3 separate regions of the Mus musculus genome follow, and all the other regions are linked to region 2. A link is a contact called in public promoter capture Hi-C data. All regions are on one chromosome and are shown on one strand. Each heading gives the region's core, a stretch centred on a gene start, on an enhancer-like site or on the middle of the called end of the contact. The rest is flanking DNA. Distances are from core to core; before and after follow the strand shown.

Evidence for each region. Promoter capture Hi-C pulls out the DNA fragments that hold promoters and counts their contacts.
Region 1: a contact with region 2 is called in a promoter capture Hi-C map of hippocampal neurons, with 5 times the contacts expected there. The contact joins the promoter of Nkx2-3 here to the promoter of Fgf8 in region 2. A contact is called at or near these places in 6 of 39 promoter capture datasets (cranial neural crest, embryonic stem cells, frontonasal cranial neural crest and 3 more), 4 of 484 Hi-C or Micro-C datasets (all in embryonic stem cells), 2 of 115 datasets of contacts at active chromatin or transcription factors (embryonic midbrain and neural tube) and 2 of 9 other capture datasets (embryonic tail and embryonic trunk).
Region 3: a contact with region 2 is called in a promoter capture Hi-C map of embryonic stem cells, with 2.9 times the contacts expected there. The contact joins the promoter of Slc25a28 here to the promoter of Fgf8 in region 2. A contact is called at or near these places in 2 of 39 promoter capture datasets (embryonic stem cells and hippocampal neurons).

What each region holds. Positions count from the first base shown.
Region 1 is chr19:43,610,346-43,613,957 of GRCm38.p6, forward strand. Nkx2-3 (NK2 homeobox 3) reads left to right here and starts at 1,980. Exons shown (of 2, transcript NM_008699.2): 1 at 1,980-2,504. The coding sequence starts at 2,156. Gm20467 (a long non-coding RNA gene) reads right to left here and starts at 1,711. Exons shown (of 4, transcript XR_001782682.2): 1 at 1,457-1,711; 2 at 757-845; 3 at 57-565.
Region 2 is chr19:45,741,422-45,745,294 of GRCm38.p6, forward strand. It overlaps Fgf8 (fibroblast growth factor 8), which reads right to left and starts at 1,463. Exons shown (of 6, transcript NM_001166361.1): 1 at 1,232-1,463; 2 at 1,095-1,131; 3 at 490-576; 4 at 78-258. The coding sequence starts at 1,263. RefSeq lists an enhancer at 1-230.
Region 3 is chr19:43,673,241-43,677,400 of GRCm38.p6, forward strand. It overlaps Slc25a28 (solute carrier family 25, member 28), which reads right to left and starts at 1,641. Exons shown (of 4, transcript NM_145156.1): 1 at 1,236-1,641. The coding sequence starts at 1,526. It overlaps BC037704 (cDNA sequence BC037704), which reads left to right and starts at 1,938. Exons shown (of 1, transcript NR_045645.1): 1 at 1,938-3,930.

The DNA of each region.
Region 1 (3,612 bases), core at 730-3,229, 2.1 Mb before region 2:
GGACGCGCAGCACGCGTCCACTCAAAGTCCCCCACCCTGCAGCGCGGCGCACTCACCCCACCTCTGGATGTTTGAGCTTCGGATCCACAGCAAAACCAGGCACACTCTTCCTTCCCTTGGTGGGCTGGCGGGCCCTTTGTAGAGACCACGGCCTCTGCCCGCAGCGTCTAGTTTCAAGTCTTAGAGCAAAAAGGCTCCTGCGACCAAGGAATGGTTTCAAGGAGCCGGGGCCTAACCACAGATGATCTTTCCCCATCTCCCCCAGAGCACGTGGAGGGAGCCTCGTACCAGCCTCCCGGGTGGCCCCACGAGCTGCCTCCCCGCTGTATTTCCGCTCCCCCCCCAAGAGCCCCGCCTCTCTCTCCTCCCAACCCGCAGTTCTTTCTTTCCAGGACCAAGGGCATCAACTCCTCTCGCTGCCGCCTCGGGGTTCCGCAAGGCCGCTCTCCACGTAATCCGCATTCATGCCCTGTCTACAAGTTTCCTAGGGCGTCGTCCTCGGTCACCGCGCCGCCATCCGGCGAACCCTTCTAGTTGAGGCCGGTCTCTCCCAAACTGTGAGGTTCTACGGGGGCGGGGGGGGGGGGAGGGAGGGAGAGAGAGAGAGAGAGAGAGAGAGAGAGAGAGAGAGAGAGAGAATAAATAAAAGCAAGGGCGGCCTACTGAGGAACCCTACGTTGAAAGCGGAACTAGTTTGGTTTTCCAAGGCCTGCTGCCCACACCTTTTGCTCTTAATCTCACAATAGTGCCCCTTACCACTCAGGGGCTAGGTATGTAGGCGGGTGGATACCAGAAGGTGGTCTCCATCAGGCAGTTTTCTGAATCTGAGGCTGCATTTAGTCTCCCTGCAGAACACAACCACGGTTTCAGAAAGAGAGAAATAAGGCGTTTCAGAAAGTTGAGGCCTAGGCTCGGGCTCCCGATTCCCTTCAGAAGGCTGCCTGAGCTGCAGCCACAGCGGGGGTCCCCTCCCTTCTGAGACCAGAGCCACCCAGTGTGTGCAGTGGAACACCAGCCCGGTCAGAATCAATGCAGGCAACAAACACTGCTCTGACCTCCCACAAAGAACAAGGGTAGTTACAAGTATTGAGCTCTTTGCTTTAAGTAGACAACTGTGCTATGCTTCCGGCCTGGTTATCCTTTAAAAAACAAAAACAAAAAAACTCCAACAATAACCCTAGAAGAGGCAATTCGGCTCCTTTATATTGACCAGGAAACTGAGAACGTCCAAAACCAAATACTGACTCAGGCCAGGCTTCGAAGCATAGAGCCTCTGCACACTAACAGAACTCGGTCGTCTTGTCTTCTACAGACCTGCTCTCTGAAGCCACTTCGAGGGCTGCAAGGGCAAGTACGGTCTGGACCCTGCCCTCAGGGACTCACAATCTAAAGTGACAATCGAGCGGACACTAAGTACAGCTTTGGCACTAGATGGGAGAGTGACAAGTGACATTACTGAGCAAGTTCCGAGGAAGAGGACCTCTAGGTGAGGTGATCTGGCGGAGTTTCCTTGGAGGTATTTAAGCTTTTCCTCGGAGAACAGCTTTCCACTGTGGAAATGAGGGTGGGAAAGGCACTCCAGGTGGCGAGGACAGCTAGAGCAAAGGTGAGGTGGAATTTGACACGTCGCTCATATTTCCACAGATACAACACTCCTCTCCTTAGAAATCCGCAGTCTGGCCTCTCAGAACTGCCCCTGGTCGGGAAGGTGCAGCCAGGTGGAGCGGGAATCGGTGATTCGGACACCCGGTTTTTTGCAGCTTTTCCCACCGCGACTTGGATCTCAGGACCCTATTCTAGTCCCTGTCTATTTCTGGTAGCGCAGCAACATCCCACTGGGTGGACGCAGAGGGCGTGGCCCACATACACAAGAACCAATTGGGAAGGAGGCCAGGATGCCGACCCCGCCCCTTGACGTGACGCAGGGCCCCCGGACAGAGGCTTCACAGCCCCGGCCCCAGTCCTTGCAGTGGCTGTAACAAAACCCAGACCCCCAGGTCCCGGCCAATGGAGGGGATTTAGACTGGACCGCGTCTGTCAAAAGCTCGACTCCGCACCACCGCGGAGTCCAGAAGAAGAGCTGGAGCCACCGCACTCCCTCCCCGCCCCCGCCGGGATTTATTGAGTATTTGGACTGGACAATTAAGTGGCCCTGATGATGTTACCAAGCCCGGTCACCTCCACCCCTTTCTCAGTCAAAGACATTTTGAATCTGGAGCAGCAGCGGCACTTCCACGGAGCTCACTTGCAGGCGGAATTGGAGCAGCACTTCCACTCGGCACCCTGCATGCTGGCCACGGCTGAAGGGACGCAGTTTTCCGATGCAGGGGAGGAGGACGAGGAAGAAGAGGGAGAGAAACTGTCCTATTTGAACTCACTAGCTGCTGCCGAGGGCCATGGAGATTCGGGTCTCTGTCCTCAGAGCTATGTCCATACAGTTCTCCGAGACGCTTGCAGCGGGCCCAAGGAACAAGAAGAGGAGGTTGTGAGCGAACGGAGCCAAAGTGAGTAGAGGGGGAAGGAAACGCGTCCGCACACCTGGGGCAATGGCTCAGCGCCTATAAACCCACAAACCGTGCCTGCATGGCCACCCGCCCCTTTCACATTCGGCTAGGGTCATGCCTATGCCAGGTTCAAGGACAGCTCTGCAAAGCACAGGTACCTGAGATGGTGCTGGGGCGGGGATAAAAGAGAAAGAGAGAACAGCTCTTGCCCGGAGCAGGGACCCGGAGCAGTCCCCGAGGGAAGGAAAAGTGATTATTGCAATCCTGGTTCCTTGAGTAATGAGTGACGGGGGCCCAGAGCCTGGGTCGTAACTTGTCCGTTGTGTGTGTGTTCTCTCGCACACCCATCTTCTCAAAAAAAAAGGGGGGGGTCAGTTTTCTGCCATTTTTCTGTCTTTCTTCTAACGTGAGGTGAATTCAGCGAGGCCAGGGCAGTCACCCCGGCTGTCCCGAAAAGGCAGTGCAAGAATGTTGTGTTTGGGCCATCCTTTCGGGCAAGACTTTGAGAGACACCAGCTTACTTCGGAGCTTGCAGTTCTTACGTTCGAACTGCAAGGAGGAGAGGTGGTGGCCAATGTGTGGGAGCTCGATCCATATCAGATGACGGCAGCAAGTCACACCCAGGAGGTGAAGGCCTCTGAAAAAAAATATCGTAATGCTCGCTTTGTTTCTTATACTGCAGGCGGAGTGGAATGGTTAAAGTTCCTGAATTAGTTCTGAGTGGGATTCTGGCCATTCAGCAGATCAGAGGTGGGGCAGGCAGGAGAATCAGATAATTGAATAAGCCCATAAGGAAATGTCTGAAAGGGAAACAGGATCAAATAATCTCTTCTCCGAGTGGAGATTTGATCTGGCTGAGACCAAAATCTTTTCTCTAACAATTCTCCAGGCCTAACACAGACATGAAACTGTCTAAATCGGTCCATCCAACTGTTTTTCCTCTGTAAGGTAACATACAGATACTGTCACAGACGCGTTCTCAGTAGTTTTGAAAATTAAAAAAAAAATCAATTCTTGAGCTGCACATACGCCTTTCACTTAGATATTTCCAAAGAGAAACAATTTTTGCAATCAACCCATGCATCCAGGCCTCCAGTCCCCAATACCA
Region 2 (3,873 bases), core at 213-2,712:
CTGATGCAGCTGGGGCTGGCAAGGGGCGGCGAGGTCCAAGCTACCTCTCCTCTCCAGGGTCCGGGAATGCACCTTACCGAAGGGGTCTCCGTCTTCTGCCATGGCGTTGATGCGCTTGTTGGCCAGGACCTGCACGTGCTTCCCGCTGGTGCGGCTGTAGAGCTGGTAGGTCCGGATGAGGCGGCGGCTGAGCTGATCCGTCACCAGGCTCTGCTCCCTCACATGCTGTGTAAAATTAGGTGAGGACTGAACAGTTACCTTTAGGAAATTGAAAAATACACAGCACGCCATTATAACGCTACTCCGCCCAGGGGCCCCGAGTTGGTCCCCATTGCCCTTGTACCCGCCTCCCGCCGCGCCAGGCAGCCAGCGGGGACTGGGGGCATCCCCACAACATGCCGGCTCAGGCCACCAACCCCCTCGGGGAAGTCGCGCAGACCCAGCCCAGGATGGATGGATGAACCCGGGAATGAGGGAGTCTGGACCCACCTGTTGGGAAACACCCTGGGGCTCCCGGCCAGCTCGGAGCAGGGAAGTGGGCTCCCTGCCCAGCGCAGGCCCCCCGCCCGGGCCTTCCTAGAGGAGCAGGGTGCTTTTAAGTAGCGAGGCAACGCTACCCGACCCGTGACATTTATAAAGACAAATTTACGGAGCAAATGTTGAGAATGCAAAGGGCCTAGGTTAACACGATCGTTGGCCCAAACCGGCCACAGGTCTCCCCAGAGAGCAGCGGCGAGGATATTCGCTGCAACTACATCCCAACTACCCTTGACAAGGAACACCCGCTGACTCCAGCTCCCGCCTTCCTAGGAGGCCAGGTGTGGCTACAGGTAGCCTTCCCATCCACCCGAACTGGCCAGTCGCTGGGCTCAAGACCCTTGGGTTCTAGTCTCTCCACTCACTCGCTGTGTGACTTTAGGCAGGACACTGTCTCTCTGTTCCTTAGATCCCTCCTCGGGGTAGTTTGGGGCTGGATTTGTAAAGTTCTTTCCAGCCCTGCTGCGCTGGCCGAAGGGTCGGTCCTCGTGTCCCTGCCCGAGAGTGTCAGCTGGGTTCCCCGCGCCCGGCCCCCGCTTCTGCGCAGCGCTCCTTACCTGGGCTTGGAGGCAGAGAACCAGCAAGTGCAACAGCCTGTGGGAGACAAAAGCGGGCAGGAAAGAGGCGCGGGGTGAGCGGAGAGGGCTCGGCGGGCGCTGGCCGACGGGGACGCGGGGGCGACCGCGGTACTCACAGGCAGCTCAGCGCGGAGCGGGGGCTGCCCATGGCGCGCGGCCCCGGGAGCACTGAGAGCCCGAGCGGGGTCACGCCGTCCCACTGGAGGCCGCGGGGGGACAAGCCGAAGGTGCGGAGGCTGAGGGAGGTCGGGGTGCGGGAGGCCAGCGGCTATCCCGACGCGGCTCGTGGAATGTCGTGCTCGCCGCGCGCGCCGAACCCCTCTGAGCCGCTGCTGGAGCCGGTGGCCGCTGGCTGCTCAGGAGCCCGAGCAGGCGGGAGGGTAACGGGCCTGTGGGGTGGGTGGGGAGGTGGGAAGGGAGGGGGAGGGCAGGGGCGGGGGGCGCCGCACCGGCCGCGAGGGGGGAGCGCGGGGCGGGCGGCCGGAGCCCGCACCCCCGGCTGGGCGCTGGGGCCGGGTCGCCGCCCGGGGCGGGGGCGGGGCGGCCGGGGGCGGGGCGGCGGGCAGAGCAGGGATTGGGGGGTCTGGCCCAGGGGAGGGGTCTAGGGACCCGCGGGAGGGGCGGGGGCGGCTGGTGTGGGCGCCTCCCACTACCCTTGCCTGTCTCTTCCAGCGTTCCGGGGGCGGGATCGTCCAGGGATTGGGGGGCGTCTGGGACAACATGTTTAGTGGGGTCCCGTACACTTGAGTCCTGCAGGACTGTTGATCTGCTTAGGGTCGGGTCTGCTTATCTCTGGCCTCCTAGAAGGTCTCTGGGTCGCCTAATGTGTGCTGCGGTCGCACGCGCCCCTCTTGGGAGCCTGCAGCTAACAGTGAACTGGGCCCCGGTGCTGAGCGTCCCCTTGGGCGCCACTGGAACCCGGTGCCTTCACCTTTCTAAAAACCCAACCCCGCTGGTTTTCTGTCTCACAGTCTCCAAAGAGGCTCTGGGAGGGAGAAATGCCCCTTGCCACCCCATTATCACCTTCAGCCTTGCTCCTGTCCATCCAACTGCACTAGTCTATAAAGCTTAAGAAAAACCTTGAAGCGTCTATGTGGTAAGAGCTCAGGGGTCTCTGAAGGACCCACAGCCACTGCTTCTGAGCAATTAGCAGGGGCAAAAATAACTACGTTCAGCAACATTCAGGACACGGACCCAAGCTGCCTAGCCTTTCCCCTTCTGAGTTCCAGGTTTTCCTTGAGCAGGTACCTGGTGTCTTGTGTCACTTGGAAGAGGGAGGTGCTGGTGAGAAGGTAGAGACTTCTGTAAGCCTTTTCAAGCCCGTCGCCCCATTGCTTTCTCCATAGGGTTTCTGGGAACCCTGAGCCACTATTTTGTTACCGCAGGCACAGAGATTTCCCAGGCCAGGTATTTTTGAAGACCAGGTGGCTCCGTGGATGTACCACCCAGCTCTGCCTTCATCCACAGCCTCCCCTCTACTGATCCTCTGTGCCTCCGGGGTAGAACTAGGGGTTTGCGGTGGCCCCAGAAAGTCTTTGTAGGCTAAAGAGAGGCAAGCAGGCCCTTGTCAGTCCCCATCCGGTTCGGCCTGCCGCCCCCCTTTTATGCATCCCATCTTGCAAATGCAAACACGGAGTAATATATATATATATATATATATATATATATATATATATATATATGGTTAGGGGAGTCCATCTCAGCCCTTCAAGTGCTGAGCAATATAGAGAAGAACTGGTTCCAAGGAGACAGTCTCAGCCCTCCTCAGAGTAGACTTCCTGAGCTCATAGGTGAGTCTCCTCACAAATTCTGTTCCCCGCTGTTTTGATCCACCCAGACCTGGAGGTGAGGGAGGAATCTGTCTTACAGGCCCAAGGATTGAAGCTCAGGGCAGAGCTGTAGCTCTGCAGGTAGTGTTGGATGGATGGATGGGGGCCACCTGACTGAGCCATTAGACTATCTTCCACCTTTGGTGGCTTCACCTGCCAACCGATGGTAGCTTTTATCTGTCAGTGATTTGGCAGGCAATAGCTCTTTTCAGTCCCACTGGAGAGTGGGCCCATGAAGGGGGAAATGGGGTAGACGGACTCCAGTGTCCAAGGGGTTGACAAAGGCCAACCCCTTGCTTTCTCTGTGTGCTTGCTGAGGGGCCTTTAGAATGACTTGTCTTTTTTTTTTTTTTTTCATTGCTTCAAGCTGACAAAGGTGATATCTGTTTGCTCACAGAATTTACTTCATGTGTGGAGCATATGAGATACTCAGGAGTGTTTATTCTTGAGTGTATCGACGAGTAAATGCCTAAACAGATGGAAAGCGAAGGATGGGCTCCCCTGGAAAAGGAAGGGCCCTCTCTTCACTATGGACACAAGACTTTGAAAATAAGTTTGAGTCACAAGACACAGGTAGGGATCAGGAAGCAGTCTGTCAGTAGATCCTGGGTTTTAGTTCCTCCCAGGTGTGGTGTGTGTGTGTGTGTGTGTGTGTGTGTGTGTGTGTGTAGGGCCGAGCACCTGAGTTGTAACAGGGTTAGGGAGCCTCCAGAGATGAACCTTATTGATTCACCATCTGTGAATCACCTCCCTCACCCTCAGTGGACACCAGCGCGGCCTCTCCCCCCCCACCCCCCAAAAGGTCCCAGGTCTCCCAGGTTTTACTCCTACATTTGAACTCTGCTTCCCACTTCTGAGAGACAGAATTCTTTTACATGTGAAAACTCCTATGGATTCAGAAGAGCTTCACCTAGCTCTTCAGGATCCTT
Region 3 (4,160 bases), core at 391-2,890, 2.1 Mb before region 2:
TCTCTCTCCATCACCCAAACTCATTCACAAAACCTCGGGAGCACTTTCCCTAGTTCCTTATCCACTTTACAAATGAAAATGCAAAACAGTACTGAATCCAGGGGCAAGCAGAAGAAAGTGATTTTTGCATGGCTGACGTGGATGCTATCCTAAACGGGAAAGCATCCATCAAAGAGCTGACAGGCCAGTGCCTACACAAGTGGTGTAAAGAAAGCATCGACGATTTCAAGAACCCCCTTGAAGTTACTGCCCTTTCAGTAGCTGGCATCTCGACTCAAGCACAAGTCTAAGAACAGCAAGGAAAAACAATGTTTCCATTTTCCCCCAGGCTTCTTCCCAGAGACCTGACCTGTATGTGTATTAACCGTCCTGCTTGGTTGTGGATGCAGTTGGCTTTACGTCCAGCCCTGAGCGTACCCTGATAATCTCATTCTGTTTCTCCACATCTGCTTTCTAATATCATCACACTTCCCTCCAGCTGTTTTCCTTTTTGTCAAATTCAGGGGCCCAACGAAAGAGACTATCAGTTTCACCTCTGTTGTGTAAGGGGCTGATGCACTTGCTCCCTCAACATAGAATCTTAGTCCCAGCTCAATTTTTACGTTCAGGAAATAGATGGGCTACCAATCTTGCCTCGCAGAGAAACCGAAACCGTTTTTCTTAACATGCCTTATTCCCACATCCATTCCAGTCTGGAACTCTCACTTTTGACTGCACAATGATTTTTTTTTCAACCACTCCCAGGTTAAGATTTAATACGTACTTTTATCTAGCTGAGAGATCCCAGATTCCGGTTCCTGCCCCGTCACTTTAAAGGAAAGACGCAGCAAGGAGCTTGTGAAAGCGCCGACCCGAAGCACATCTCAACCCAAGCTATCGGATAGAGTTCACCGTCTGATTTCATGCCAGCTGGTTTGTTATAGACTTACCTGTGCTTCGGGATCCCCCCCCCCCAATCCCATCCCATCCCTGCTTAGTCCCAATCGGGATCAAGTCTTTGGCTGACAAGATTTTTGCTTCGCCTCACTGACCGTTAGAAGTAAGTCCTGGTTCCTGACTGAGCTCATCTACCAGCCAGGACTTTGCTTGCACGGAGTATTGGCTCAAACCGTGTGTAGAGGTAGGAGCCAGGAAGAAACCTATCAGCTCTGGGTCTCAGTTGGGATTCTGGCTCTAAACAAGGTTCAGGGTCGGGTCAGCCCCAGGTCCGGTTCGCAGCCTGGTCCAGGTCTCACCTTGACGCAGTCGATCGGGTACATCACGCAATGCTCCAGGATCCCTGCCACGGCGCCCGCCACCATGTGCGTGGTGACAGTGGCTCCAGCCGGCAGCGCTTCGTATTCCGGGCCGGACTCCGGATCCAGCCGTACAGGGGGCTGATAGGCCCCCGCCTCCCCGCCGCCGGCCCCCCGGCCCACGCCCCGCTGCAGCCACCCGTCCAGCAGCGCCGACTCCCCGGGGCTCCGCCCGGGCCCAGCAGCTGGTCCTCCCGCCACGCCGCCTGCACTCCGCCCCTCCAACTCCATCCACTTCGGCCAGCCGCGGCGCCCACACGCGCCGCCGCTGCCGCCACCACTGCCGCCGCCCCCCGGCCCCGTTGCGTCCGCCTCAGGCGCGGCCCAGAGAGCCCGGGGCCTCCGGCTCCCGCTTGGCCCCGAGGACACGCCCCCCAGACAGCCATTGGTGTAGGCCCTAACGTGTCTCCGCCCCCTTTTTACGGAGCCAAAATGTATCTGTGTTATTCGTCAGATAGCTTGTCATTAGTCCCGTAGGTCCCACCCCTTCCCCTTTGATCTTGGAAGCGTCTTGTTTATTGGCTCTTGATTGGCGGACTTGCCCGATCGACCCGCCCCTAGCGTTTCGGAGGCGGGAGAAACGTAAAGCTGAACTTTGATAGGCTCAACCGCTCTAGCTACTTTGGCGGTGGCCATTGGCCCGAACCACTTCGTTCTTCCATTGGATGTGGAGAGAAGCGCCTGGAGGACAGGGACCGGCTCCCGGCTGTACCCCGGCGCGGCGTGCGTGGCGGTCGGGACTGCCGGGGAGAGGGGGCGGTGCCAGCCAGACCTTCAAGGTCAAACCGCTGTCGGTTGCCGTTAGGACGCGTGCTCTGGCGTGCACCGGGTGTCGAGTAGCACGGTGCGACTGTTCCCGCGGGATCTCAGGCGGGGGCGGAGTCAGCCCGGACCCTGCGTCCCCTGGCACGGCCCAACCCGCCGCTAGGGGAGATCGGCTGTGAGCCTCGGGTGGCTCTGGAGTGGTGTGCCATCAGCGCAGATCCGCTCGCCTTGGGCCTCCCACCCAAAGCCGCCTAGTGAACCCTCCAGTGGGTGGACCGATGAGCTCTCATTGGGTGGACTCTGCGTTGGGAAAGGAGAAGGCGAAATGGGATGGTTCGGAGGCGACGACAGGTGTCAGGGTCTTGGAGCACCATCCCAATCGCGGCAGAGCAACTGCTGATGCCTGGGAGTGGAGCTTGTTCCGAGACATACACTTGAACTTCGTATCCCGAGCTCGCTTGCTGATAAACTCCACCGGGTCTGATGGCTGTCCGCTCTCTCTCTCCGGGACCGCTGAGCTGCTGCTTCTTGAGAACCGCTCCCCGGTTGTAAAACGATGCTAGGGACGTCTGGTCCTCAGGGCCACTACCTTGAGCAGAAGCGGGCACTGAAGCGACTCTCGAGCCTCAGCCTCTACTGAGGAGCGAGGGCCCCTTTCCGCTCGCTGGTTCTGCAGGCTACCTCAGGCTCCCTTCTCAGCAGCGTGTTTGCACACGCTTCCCCAGTTTCTAGCTCTGCCTTTACAACCTATTTTAATGAGATGATGACGCAATTGCAAACTTTTCCATCTTTTCGTAGCGCTTCCTTAGAACGGTTGGAGGCTTTTCCATTTCCTCTCTAAAGCTTAGCCCTTCGGCGGACGGGTCTTTCAACTAATCTTTGGCAGTAGTTACTAACGTTTGTGTCGTGATCTCTTGGAAAATAAAGCTCTTAAGTTCCCAACCCCATCCCCAGTCACACACAAAACTGCTTTTTATTTCGGGTTTCAGCGTGAAGGAGATTCCGTTAACCTCGGGTTAAGAATTCTTCCCCACATCATATACAGACTTCTTGCTACCCTGCACTTTTCTCTGAGAGATGAATAGATCTCAAAAAAGCCTCCACCCCCCAGTCCTGTTAAAATATCAATTTTCTTCCCTGACAAATTAATGACAATGCCTGCTATATCCCGTCTCTTCTTATCATATTTACTTTTTTATGGTCCTAAAATGATCATCTCAGTTCAATGACTTCTCATGGTGAGAAATAATACTCTACATTGTCCTACAGTGACCCACACCTTAGAACTTTCTCCCCCAGGAAAGACTCCAGATACCAGCCTTTAGATTTCTAAGTCTCTTTCACCTTGCTAGCTACTGAAGTGGAGCATCCCTGGAGGCGGAAATGTTTATTAACAGTCTTTAATACAGTGCAGAAGTTTGCCATTCCAAACTCATTTTCCTCCCAGGGGCCTTCTTTCTGTTTTGCCTAGCCTACTTGCTTGTTTTTGTGGCATTGGAGAGCTAGGGAATGTCCAGCCACTCACTGCAGTGTGGCAGGGTGGTTCTGTCTACCTAGAGACGGATGGCACAGAGAGTGGCAAGCAAGGGTCAGTGATGAAAGATAGGGAGAAGAGCCTTGTAGAAGGAGAAACGGGTTACAACCACCCTAACTACCCTCGGGGGAGACACGTTTATTACTCGGGGTTAATGTATTTGCTTCCACAGCTGACTTTTATATGGGCACTTCCCTAGAATGCATTTCTTCTCTTTCCCTTTTAAAATTCAAAAGGTTTGTTCTTGAGGGTCCTCCCGTGCTCCCCAGCTGACATTGTACCCTGCATGAAATGGGTAGAGAATAAAATGAGGCTGACTTCTGAAGCCAAACATGACAATAAGTCTGATGTCTTTACTGTCACAGAGATGACCATGAGAACTTGTGATCTCATAGGGTGGTCAACAAAAGGAGAGGGGACTTTTTTTAAGTCTGGAAACTATAGAGGAAGCCTTCTGAAGGATATGTGGGAAAGAGTTCCAAGAGAAGCTGACTCCTGTTCTCTGTGTGGAATCTGTCCTGGGCCTTCATGGAGGAGCTGGAGAGATGGCTCAGTGCTTAAGAACA